4 separate regions of the Mus musculus genome follow, and all the other regions are linked to region 1. The links are chromatin contacts, called in public ChIA-PET, HiChIP or PLAC-seq and promoter capture Hi-C maps. All regions are on one chromosome and are shown on one strand. Each heading gives the region's core, a stretch centred on a gene start, on an enhancer-like site or on the middle of the called end of the contact. The rest is flanking DNA. Distances are from core to core; before and after follow the strand shown.

What was found. ChIA-PET counts read pairs in DNA pulled down with a chosen protein or histone mark. HiChIP or PLAC-seq counts read pairs in DNA pulled down with a chosen protein or histone mark. Capture Hi-C pulls out chosen DNA fragments and counts their contacts.
Region 2: a promoter capture Hi-C map of liver shows a contact between it and region 1. The contact joins the promoter of Zc3h12d here to the promoter of Lrp11 in region 1. A contact is called at or near these places in 4 of 39 promoter capture datasets (embryonic stem cells, hematopoietic stem and progenitor cells and stem cell-derived epiblast-like cells), 4 of 115 datasets of contacts at active chromatin or transcription factors (the 230-238 cell line, effector CD8 T cells, embryonic stem cells and 1 more) and 1 of 9 other capture datasets (liver).
Region 3: a contact with region 1 is called in an RNA polymerase II ChIA-PET map of memory CD8 T cells, with 26 read pairs. The contact joins the enhancer-like site here to the promoter of Lrp11 in region 1. A contact is called at or near these places in 1 of 39 promoter capture datasets (frontonasal cranial neural crest), 2 of 484 Hi-C or Micro-C datasets (bone marrow-derived macrophages and nephron progenitors), 5 of 115 datasets of contacts at active chromatin or transcription factors (SST interneurons, bone marrow-derived macrophages, embryonic limb bud and 2 more) and 2 of 9 other capture datasets (adipose tissue and liver).
Region 4: a contact with region 1 is called in an H3K4me3 HiChIP or PLAC-seq map of embryonic stem cells, with 9 times the contacts expected there. The contact joins the promoter of Ppil4 here to the promoter of Lrp11 in region 1. A contact is called at or near these places in 10 of 39 promoter capture datasets (the C10 cell line, the HPC-7 cell line, cranial neural crest and 6 more), 5 of 484 Hi-C or Micro-C datasets (CD4 T cells and embryonic stem cells), 8 of 115 datasets of contacts at active chromatin or transcription factors (the 230-238 cell line, effector CD8 T cells, embryonic stem cells and 1 more) and 4 of 9 other capture datasets (adipose tissue, embryonic stem cells, liver and 1 more).

What each region holds. Positions count from the first base shown.
Region 1 is chr10:7,588,558-7,591,257 of GRCm38.p6, forward strand. It overlaps Lrp11 (low density lipoprotein receptor-related protein 11), which reads left to right and starts at 1,260. Exons shown (of 7, transcript NM_172784.4): 1 at 1,260-2,056. The coding sequence starts at 1,495.
Region 2 is chr10:7,831,069-7,833,768 of GRCm38.p6, forward strand. It overlaps Zc3h12d (zinc finger CCCH type containing 12D), which reads left to right and starts at 1,402. Exons shown (of 6, transcript NM_172785.3): 1 at 1,402-1,494.
Region 3 is chr10:7,437,876-7,440,575 of GRCm38.p6, forward strand. No RefSeq gene overlaps it. Among named protein-coding and RNA genes, the nearest start is that of Ulbp1, 34 kb to the right of the region's middle. Within about 2 kb of position 1,271, at least 18 of the 459 cell types and tissues checked have an H3K27ac peak or open chromatin away from gene starts, as enhancers often do. A contact at or near this core is called in memory CD8 T cells, where this site is marked.
Region 4 is chr10:7,791,512-7,794,211 of GRCm38.p6, forward strand. It overlaps Ppil4 (peptidylprolyl isomerase (cyclophilin)-like 4), which reads left to right and starts at 1,383. Exons shown (of 13, transcript NM_026141.3): 1 at 1,383-1,509. The coding sequence starts at 1,440.

The DNA.
Region 1 (2,700 bases), core at 10-2,509:
AACCTCTGAACCTGTAAGCCAGCCCCAATTAAATGTTGTCCTTGTAAGAGTTGCCTTGGCCATGGTGTCTGCTCACAGCAGTAAAACCTAACTAAGACACCATGTACGAGGAAATAGTGTTTTTCAGGCAGAACAGGGCATTGAGGAGGCTGTGACAGCATGCACAAGATCTGCTCAGGGCGAAGCCAGAGAAGATCTTAGCACAGAGGCTAGGTAGTGGATAATAGAGTCCCACCATTGGCCAAGAAGCTGTTCACAATAGCTTGGGGGTGGGGTAGTGTTTTTTCAATCTGGTGACACTGGGTATATAAGCCCTACTCCAGAGGAGGCCCCATGTTCAAGAGGAGCTAGTCAACACAATTCAGATTCCACATTTCTGGGTTTAATGTTGTTTTTGGGTTTTAAAAGTGAAACAAGAAGGGAGGGAGGTGAGTGCGGATCTGGGTGGAGTAGGGGAAGGTATTAGAATATGGTAAAGATGTATGGAATTCTCAAAGAATAAATAAAAGCATTTAAAAACAAAAGGTGACTTCAAAATTAGTAATAATGAGCTTCTCCACGTGTCTAAGCACTTCGTGGGCACTGACTTACTTAACATTCATTTTAGAAATGAATACGATGATATCTTGATCTTGAAGCCGCACACTTCAGAGTATTGTGTTCTATCAGTCAAACTAAATCAGGTGTCATCCATCCCAACACCCAGTAAACTGATGGGAGATCATCAATCGGCCCAACCCTCCTTCCCATACTGCCCGGCCTTTGCCTCCTCACAAGTTCAGCTTTCTGTTGCTAAACTTCTGGTGTTTAAGTTCTCTAAACGAAACTGAAAGGCGAATTAGAACCTGAATGTAAATGTTTTGTTTCCTTTATTACCTACCATAGTCCAAATCTCTTTAATAATAAATAATGCAACGAAGTTGGATTCCAAAAGACTGCCAAAGTTGTCTGTGGTCCCCTGGCTGTACCCGTCGCTCTCCGTAGTAGCCCCGAACTTTAGACTGATGGATTTTCTGACTCTTCCCCTCCCTCCAACCCCGAGTGCCCTGCCCTGTGAGCTATGGCCTTGCGCGAGTCTGCTTGCTGAATGAGGCCTGATGGGCCCAAACACCCACGCTGCTTAGGGTGTGATCAAGCCGCGGAGCAGCCAGGCAACTCCGGGGAGTCCCCTCCTCCTCCCCACCGGGCGCCGGAGACCGACAGACCTGCGGAAGTCCCGCCCCGGAGCCGCCCCAGCACGCCAGGCTCCGCCCCGTCGCAGCCGCTGTCCGCACGCCGGTGCTGATCCACGTAGAGGCCGCTCGTCGTCCCGGTGCGCTTCCGCGGCCGGAGCGAAGATAGAAGCACCGAAAGCTCGCAGCCTGGTAGCAGGGCCAGGGCGGCGCCGAGTCCGGCCGAGTCCGGCCCGCGATGCCTCTCGAAGCCGGCACACTCGCCGCCTCCGTGAAGCAGCCAGGCCCCGGGGCCGCCGAGCTCTGAGGCCGCGCTCGTGCCATGGCCACAAGGGGAGGAGGACCGGGCCCCGGCTTCCGGCACCGCGCGCTCCGCGGGCTGCTGCTGCTCTGCCTCTGGCTGCCCGGCAGCCGGCCCGGGGAGCCCGCCGCTCCGTCGTCCGGAGTGGATAGGCTGCTTCAGGACTTTCGCCGGCAGCTACAGCGGGCACGGCCTCGCGAGGAGCTAGAGCCGGAGCTACTGGGCGGCCCGCGGGAGGATTGCCCGGGTGCGGGCGGTACGGCGGTCTACCGGGCGGTGCCCGATACCATCATCCGCACCCAGGATTCCATCGCGGCGGGAGCCAGCTTCCTGCGCGCACCCGGGAGCGTGCGGGGTTGGCGGCAGTGCGTGACGGCCTGCTGCTCCGAGCCGAGCTGCTCGGTGGCAGTGGTGCAGCTGCCCCGGGGGCCCAGCGTGCCCGCACCTATGCCCGCACCCCGCTGCTACCTGTTCAACTGCACGGCGCGCGGCCGCAGCGTCTGCAAGTTCGCGCCACTCCGCGGGTACCGCACTTACACCCTCAGTCGCGCCGAGGACGCCGCTGGGATCCCTCCCCGGCCAGGTAAGCGACGCCAGGAGGGTCCCGCCTGCTATCGAGCGAGCAAACTTCTCTGCTTCCAGAGGATTAAAGCTGTGGGTAACCGGGAAAGTGGTTCACATTTTTCTCTGACTTTGGGCTGGTGCTAAGAAAGTGCAATAGAGGGGCAGAAGCAGACAGGGTCCGTTGGGCTGCCTTTGGAAGATAAGGGGGCAGATCGGAGAGCACTGACGGATCGATTTAAGACGATAGCCCGGAACCTTCTTTGTCCCAGTAAAGATTATTTTAGTTTTATTTTGTCTCATAGGTTTTATAAAGCGTGTTTTACCGCAGGAAATAGCAAGGACAAGATTTGATTAGATGCAGAATTGCTCCTAAATACCCACTCCTGCTTCCTGGTTTGGCTCTCTGCCAACACATAGCTCCTTCAGATATAAAAATATGAAGGAAAACTTGTCACTCCATCTCCATTCTTTTCTTCCATCCCTTGCCCAAAAATTTCCCCACATTCGTGACCTTGTTGGTTTTGTGTTCCACTCAATTTAAGGAGGCCAGCTGTGTGTGGAGGGGATTGGAGCTCTGTAGTGGGGTCTGCTGGGCTCAGTACACAGTGGATAGTGTGTAAAGTTAGTCTCTCTTTAAAAGGCCTAAACAGCTTGCCCTCTGGT
Region 2 (2,700 bases), core at 152-2,651, 240 kb after region 1:
GGAGGCTCCCGAGGCACTGTCTACTCATAATTTTAGGATTTCGTGTGTGTGTGTGTGTGTATGTGCACTCTGCCACAGTGTGTGTCAAGGTCAAGGGACAGCTTGCAGGAATGGGTTCTCTTCTTCCACATGTAGGTCCTAGGTATCACAGGTTATCAGCCTCGGCCATGGGTGCCTCTACCTGCTAAGGCATCTCAATGGCCTATAAATCAAGATTTTTATATCCCATATCCCCGGTCCATCTTAATAATCTTCCCAGAGCTTCTGAGACCTGTTGTCTTAGACCTAAGCTCTCAAGGCTAGGTGTGGTAGTTCACACCTTTAATCTCAGCACTGGGAGGCCGAGGTAGGAGGACTGAGTTCAAGGCTAGCCTAGGTATAGCATGCTCAAGGATGGCCTAGAATACATACAAAGACGGTGTTTCAAAAAACATAAATGACCCAGTGGGTAAGAGTGTTTGCTGTGCAAGCAGTAAAGAGAGCCGCCGAGCCCTTTTTCCTCCTGATTAGAAATCAGGAGGACCTGATTTCTAATCTCCATCACCCAGGAGAAAGCCAGGGCATTCTTGCTTCCTCAGACCCAAGTCCCGGGTTCAAAACTCAGCTTAACTCCTTAGCTATATCCTTGAAGAAGTCTTTGTTAGGGGTGTTATCTGGTGGGAGGTGGGCTGCTATACCTTTTTTTTTTTTTTTTTTTTTTTTTTTTGCATTGCTATGAAAGACCCCAAATTCAGGAAACAGAATTCTGAGTCTGCTCTCTGTACTTGCTCTATGTATAGCGGCTGAATGGTGCATTGTGTAGGCCTGGGATCAGATGTGAGCTCCTCAGTTAGAGAAAGCTGTCACTCACTCCATGTAGGACTGCAGTAAAGAGAGCCGCTGAGCCCTTTTTCCACAGGGGGTCATTACTTCTTGAGACTCCTGGCTTTGTGGGTGACGGGCAGAATCCTCTCAGCCCAAGTTCCATGAACAACTTGAGGCGGTCTTTGCCCTTCCCGCTTCCCTTTGACAGTCTATGGTCTTCTTCAGCTGAGCATCGACTTCCCCTAGAGCATCTTCAAGCAGATGGGCTTCCCAGCCACCAGGAGTGGGAACTTAGCAGCTCTTCTCACCCTCCGATTCCATTCGCGGTGCTTTTGCCCTCTTGGACTCCTGGCTGTCCCGGGAGGAGGCGCGTTTGTTTTGCACGGTTGCTGTACTTTGCTTTGACTGGGGCGGAGGCGTGAACTTCCTACCTCTCACTGCCTTCTTCCTTTTCTCTTTAACACAAAGTGTAAGTACCTTTTGCAGCTGAACGTGCCTTGCGCAGGAAGTGGAGCGCAGGCTTGGATCAGCTTCTAGCAGGGGTGTGGCCTGGGCGCTGGCCCTCCTCTGACTCCAGCAACTCCTGAGGGACTGAGCAGAGCACTCCCTAGCTGAAAAGAGAGGGGCACTGGGAAGGCTCAGGCAGCTGGGCCAAGTCTGCTGTGAGAGCCCGAGGGACACACCCTGCTGGTGAGTGCTTGTGCCCTGCTATCAATTAACGTGGCAGGCACAGTACAGACTTCAGTCAAGGGCATGGGAGAAGGGCATGTTAGAGACAGGTGTGTGAGCCAGGACTGCCCTCAACACCCTGGCTTCTCACACCTGAGACGTTCTGTTAGGTGTTCAAATTACGGAAATACGGTAAGCATCATTAACTGCCTTTAGATGCAGGGTCTGCTCAGTTTTATCAAGGATCATTCTGTGTGACGGGGGAGGACGGGGGTTAATCCAGCCAATTGAAGTAAACCTCCCATCTGCGGGCTTCGTAGCAACGTTGAATGCTGTGGCGTTCAGGAGTGGACATTGCTTTATTCTTTCCAGGCTCACTAAAGTGTCTACCAGTCTAGACAGTGGCTCGGCGGGGTCTACTTTCCTGGCTGGAGAGAGATCAGGAGTTTTGGCAGCAGCCTCAAGACTGATGAAGAGATTGATTGGTCTTAGCCTGATATGGCTAATTCTTTGCAGAACTAGAAACCCAAGCTTTGTCACCCAAGATTAGGGAGTTTTCTCCCAGGCCTGATGATGCTAATATGGACCTGGCCTAAGGATAGGTCTATGGCCCATGGCTCTAAATGCTTCAAGCATGCCTGTAAGTTACCTATAGCAGCAGAGAAGGATGGGGGTGGCAGGGAGTAAGTCTGAGGAGAAAACAAAAGTCCAGGCCAGAACATGTTCATAACAGTTTGAGTGACAGTAGCCAAGAGACAGAAGCAGCCAAAGTAGCCCCTGTGAGTGAACACACACACATATGGATTATGATTCATAATCCACATGGGTTGTGATTCTGCCTCAAACAAAAGGGAAATTTGGACACAACACGGTAGGAGCTTGAGGTTGTTGAGCTAAGTAGAATGAATAGTGTCAGAGGATACATGTTGTGCGATCCCACTCCTGTGGGCCAGATTCCTGGACACAGCAGAAAGATGGCTACTAGCTAGGGCAGGGCAGGGCTTGGGGGCTCAGGAGGATGGATTTCAAGGGATGGAGAGTTCTGGAGATGGGTGAGCAAAGTGTAGACTACTCACCCATACAGGTGAGCTTAGAGATGGTTAAAATGGGGCCTTGTGCAAGCCAGGCAAGCACCCTGCTACTAAGATACAGGCCTAGCCCTCTGCAATAAGTTTTTAAATTACAAATTCTCTTTTAAAAAGGCAGAAGTGAGCAGGCTTAAAAAAA
Region 3 (2,700 bases), core at 21-2,520, 150 kb before region 1:
CTTGCGGAGATATCAAGCAAATTCTCAGAGCTGCTGAGAGTTCAGCAGTGCAACGATGAGCTTATGGCTGGAGAACAGGATTTCCCATCATTCCATCCAGTCTTGCTCTCACATCCTTTTCTTCTCCTCTGATGACACATTTCCTGACTCTTGGATGGAGTGATATACATGTTTCATTTGGGAAATGTGTTTCCCATGCTTTTAGATCATCCCCATGAGGCAAACCATTGGTGTCCTAGTTGGGAAACTCTCTTCTTGCCTTCCTCCTTTTCCTCTGTTGTTTGTGGTGGTTCTTGTCCATGCACAGCTGAAGATTTCTGTCTCAGGAGACTTGGTAGGGAGATCCAATGCCCTCCAGGTTTGAGTCTGCACCACCGGTATTTGTCAGCTAGTATCACAGTATAAGCTCATGAATGACTCTCAGACTTTTTTGCACTGCTTATGTGCTAATGACTTTTTCATATGTGTCCTCTACTGGTGAAGGGAGAGCTACACTCATTTCCAGGAACCTGAATGTACTGTGAGAATCTCCTCATTCTCTCTCTCACTTCTCTAGGAAACCCTTCCTAGAAGACTTCCCCTCAATGATCTTTAGACCCAGCTGACAGCATCCATTGTCCAAGCAAAGCAGTTTTACTTTACTTGTTCTCATCTCTTGTAAATCACAACCCATTCTTCTGCACTAGCTGGGCAGATACCACAGACTCTTTGTATCAATGGCATAGTAAAGACTTTGCTTCCCTCGAAAACTTCACAAGATGCCTCTACCATCTGCACTGATCTAAAAAATCTTCTCTTCCAAGCTATTCCAGAAGAGCTCACTGAGCTCTCAACACTCAGTGACCTTTCTAGCCCAAAGTCTCAAAGTTCTTCCACAATCCTGTCCACAGTACATCATCAGGTCTGTGACAGCAATACCCTACAATTCTGTACCAATTTCTGTACTAGTTTGGGTTACTATTGTTGTGATGAAACAATATGACCAAAATCAAATTGTGGATGAAAAGTGTGTGCTCACAAAGAAGACATGGTTTGTGAACAACAATGGAGACCGTAGATCTGACAACCTAATGGGCACTTTCAGGCTCAGTGTTGTATCTTGGGTAGGAGCAACTCTGCCTCTTGGCTACTGTGCTTTCTAATTCATCCAGGATGTACTCTCAAAAACTGGTGAGATTTGATGTTCAAGTTATTCTACAGGAAACACGTATTTCCTTTGTAACACCAGGGGCTTGCTGATGGCATTTCAGGTGTTTCCTGTAAGTTATACCTCTCTGGTCACAATTCAGGCAAGGATTCTGTGATACTTGCAGCTAGCCCTCATGGCTGTGTGACAGGATCCTCAAGTGTAAGAAAGCTACCCTTTGTTTCTCAGTAGATCCTCTTCTTTCCAGTCTCCCACCCTGTGATCTCCTCTTGATTTTGCTCTGTCCCCTCTCAGCCTCAGTCTACAGAGCCCTCTCATATGCTCCTTCCCCTGCCTAGATGTGGGCTTTCCTTCACCCTTACTGTAGAACATTGTATAGAAGAAACTGAGGGAACAATTAGAAGCTGCCTTCTCTCCAGCAAAGATTTCCTGCCAATAGTAGAGGAACTTGCTTTCTAACCCACACCACCAAAAGTGGCTTCATTTTTCCTTCCTTTACTTCACTGTGCCCCTCTCAAGGTTCTGTGTAAGCTCTGTGTCTGAGGTCTCCATCTTCTACCTTGTCCCTACTAAGGGTCTAGTCTGTTAAAAACTGATTATGGTATGTGGTCTTCTCATTTCCTATTACAGTGCTGAGAGATGCTTCCATGTGGATAAAAGGAGAAACCGTCCCTCCAAAGGGTAAGAAATCTTTATTCTGGAGGTAAATATTAAAGACCATGTCCAGTCTACAAGAATGAGCCCAAAGTTAGATAATCTACAAGTTTATGTGATAGCAGTTTTATTAACTTTTTATACTAAAGACACAAGGAAAGACACAAATCAATAATATTTCAAATACATCATTTGGTGTATACCACAGATAGGTTATATCAAGTCTTGGAAATCTTACCTCTGGTGCTCAGATGGTATTTGCTAAAATTTTAGCTTTTTAGATTGGGGGAATCCAGAGGGGCTGTTCACACTTTCTCAGATTGTATCTAATATTCATAATAATGTTAGGGCACCAACTATAGTAGGCAGTATAGTAGGCAGTACTAAGTGGGCTAAAGATGAACCAAGACAATATATCTTTGAGCCTGTGGTGTCCTAGCATCTCACATCTTTGAGGATCTACTCAGTCAATTGGCTTTTGTAGGTCTAGCTCTTTCTGTGAACTCCTGTTCACAGATACAATGCTTTTGTGTTATTTTGTGGCCTGGCTCAGCTCTATCCTGTGTCTTTGATTTGATTTATATGTTCTGTACCTGTAGATCAATGCTATGCACTAAGGTTTGCATAAGTCCTTTCCTGAAAGGCTTTAACTTAAATAGACTGATAAGTAAGAGAACAGACAAAGTTAGTGGAAATTTGTTTTAATTCATGAGATAAAAGCAAATGTAACACATTAGATTGTTTTAAATTTGGGAAGAAAAAGCAAATATCGGCATTATACAAACAATGTCGCTAGGTTATTGAAGCTAGGTGTCAAAAAGCCATAAACCAATAACAATGTTGATAATATTGTACATCTAAACCCATTTTGTAACATACAAAACATGATGAGGTTTCCT
Region 4 (2,700 bases), core at 133-2,632, 200 kb after region 1:
TGCTGTACTGCTATTGAATTTCTTTGAGGACAAATCTTGTTTTCTTCCAATTCAAACCAGAAAGGCTTAGTCATCCATCCAAACTATACCAATGCAAGAGATAAATAATAGTGAGAGGCAGAGAAGAGAGATGTATTCACAATGGCTTCATTGCTTACCAATGAAGCCATTCATTGATTGAACAAATCAGTCCAGTGACTTATCAACTCCTGCACAGCTATATCATCTCCATGTGTTCTAGCCCATATCCAATGATTTTCTAAACTAGAAGACGGTAACAGGTGCAGGGTTTTTGATTACACCCTTCTAAATGGGACCAGACTATAAATAAATTCATGTTTCTTTACCATCTTCTGTTTCCTAAATTCCTTGGAATATACGGAATAACACATGCGTGGTGAACACTTCTAGCCATGAAATTGCTTCAAATACTATTTTTCTTAAAAAAAAAAATGTTTACTTTTAAAAAGTCCTTTCTCCTCATCTTCCTGGATATGCCTATGATCTGTCATATCTCTGATTTTCACAAGTACACATTAAAATGACATAAAAGGGAATAATCTGCTTGATTAGAAAAGAGTATACCGGGCTGGAGAGATGGCTAACTGGTTAAGAGCACTGACTGCTCTTCTGAAGGTCCTGAGTTCAAACCCCAGCAACCACATGGTGGCTCACAACCGTCCGTAATGAGATCTGACTCCCTCTTCTGGAGTGTCTGAAGACAGCTACAGTATGCTTACATATAATAAATAAATAAATCTTAAAAAATATTTTAAAAAAGTAAAGAGTGTACTAAAACATGGAAATATGTTATCAGCATAAAAAAACCGGTAGTTTTTATTACATATCTCCAATGTAAGACTGAAGCCTTTGTATTCTAATTTGTTGCACAAAACCTCTGTGCTGTTAAGCCATGTCCAGTCCTGATCTACACACACTAGTATGATCAAAATCTACAACAACAAGAAAAACCCCAAACCAAAGCTTGTTAGTCACCTTTTCTTACAGCTTTCACCGAGCAACTGATGCCTCGGGCTTGGCGATTTTGATGGAGAGACTATGGAAACCCCAGGGCAACCTCTTCCAAAGGCAAGGGGAGGATGTGCCGCCGGCTTGGAGGTTTCTCAGCTCTCGGATGCCTCCGCTATTCCTACGGAATGGCCCTCTTGAGATACAGGTCTTTATATGGGTCACCAAGGGCGGAAGAGAGTCCTCAAACAGCCTCCACAGCCAGAAGACAGCGGGCACCAGATAACAGCTGCCGGGCCGAACGAGCCGGCCATTAGGCCGCGGGAAATCGCGCCTCCGAGGTGGGCGACGGCGCCCGCGGCTGACGCCAGAAGCCGTCGCACACGTCGTGACGTAAGACGTAGGCGCGCGCTGGTTGCGCATGCGCCTGTCATTGCCGGGGTGTTTGTTCCTGCGGAGGAGCCGGCGCCATGGCGGTTCTCTTGGAGACCACTCTGGGCGACGTGGTCATCGACTTGTACACTGAAGAGCGTCCCCGGGGTGAGACTGGAGGCCTTCGCGACCTGGCGGGGCCGTGAGCCCGCTGCCAAAGTTCCCTTTTCTTCGCTGTTTCTGGCTCGAGCTCAGTTTCATAGCAGGCCTTGGTTTTGTGTGTGTGTGTGTGTGGTGTGTAGAACTGTGGCTTGTGGGTCTGGGTGAGGTGTAGCTTTCGTGGCTATGCTTTCTTTACTCGTGAAAGGTAAAGAAAGGGTTAAATACGGTTTGACTTGACATCATTTGTCATGATGAAAGCAGGTAGGAAGTTGGCTGGTCTGCAAGGCGCCAGGGATCAGCTAGAGTTCAGGCGTCTGAATGTCCATTGAGGGAGGACGAAGCGAGCTCCAGTTTTAACTTCGAGTCCTAACAGATGGATGTGCACTTTGCTATGCAAAACAGAGAGGTGGGAAGAAGCCACATAAGAAACCTAGCCTTTTCGAAGATGAGTGTTAGATAAGGTGTACTTAGCAGTTTCTTTGGAGTTTTTCTGGTAATAGAAAGAAATCTGGCATTCTGGAACGAATTGGTATGTGAAATGAAATAGATGCCACTGACTTCCAGTCAGGCCAAATACTGGTAGGCCAGGTCCTTAGTAAGTCCTCTTTGCCATGTTGTTGGTTTGAACACTTCAGGAGCAGGATTATAGCATGGCACACTTGCCTTGGAGAGACACTAGGCTGCTGTGTGGAGAATGTATCCTTTGGGAGAATCGGGAAACTGGGAGAGATTAGCTACAATCATTGTCCTTCTCCCGTGGAATGCAGAGATTACCACAGAATGAAAGAAGGTGTGCTGCAGCACTGCACACAGGGAGTGCCTCCTGCCTGCACACCTTCTCCCATGCTCAACTGTTCCTCCCCTCCCTCACAAACCCTACACTTTCTGTTGCAGCCTTCTATATTCTTACTGTTGCCAATGCCCACACTCCTCTCCACTCCCTATCCTTCTGAGAACTTCATTTCCTGACTATATATATGTATATATATCCATGAATATATATGTGTATATATGTATGTATGTGTGTATGTATATATATATATATGTATGTGTATGTGTGTGTGTATGTGTGTATATATATATATATATATATATATATATGAAGAGCTCAACTAAAGCATGAGCTCTTCAGTGTAACACTTAGGTCAGCTACAGTTAGTCTGTTTCTTCTGTTTTGTCTGCAATGGTTTTATAAAT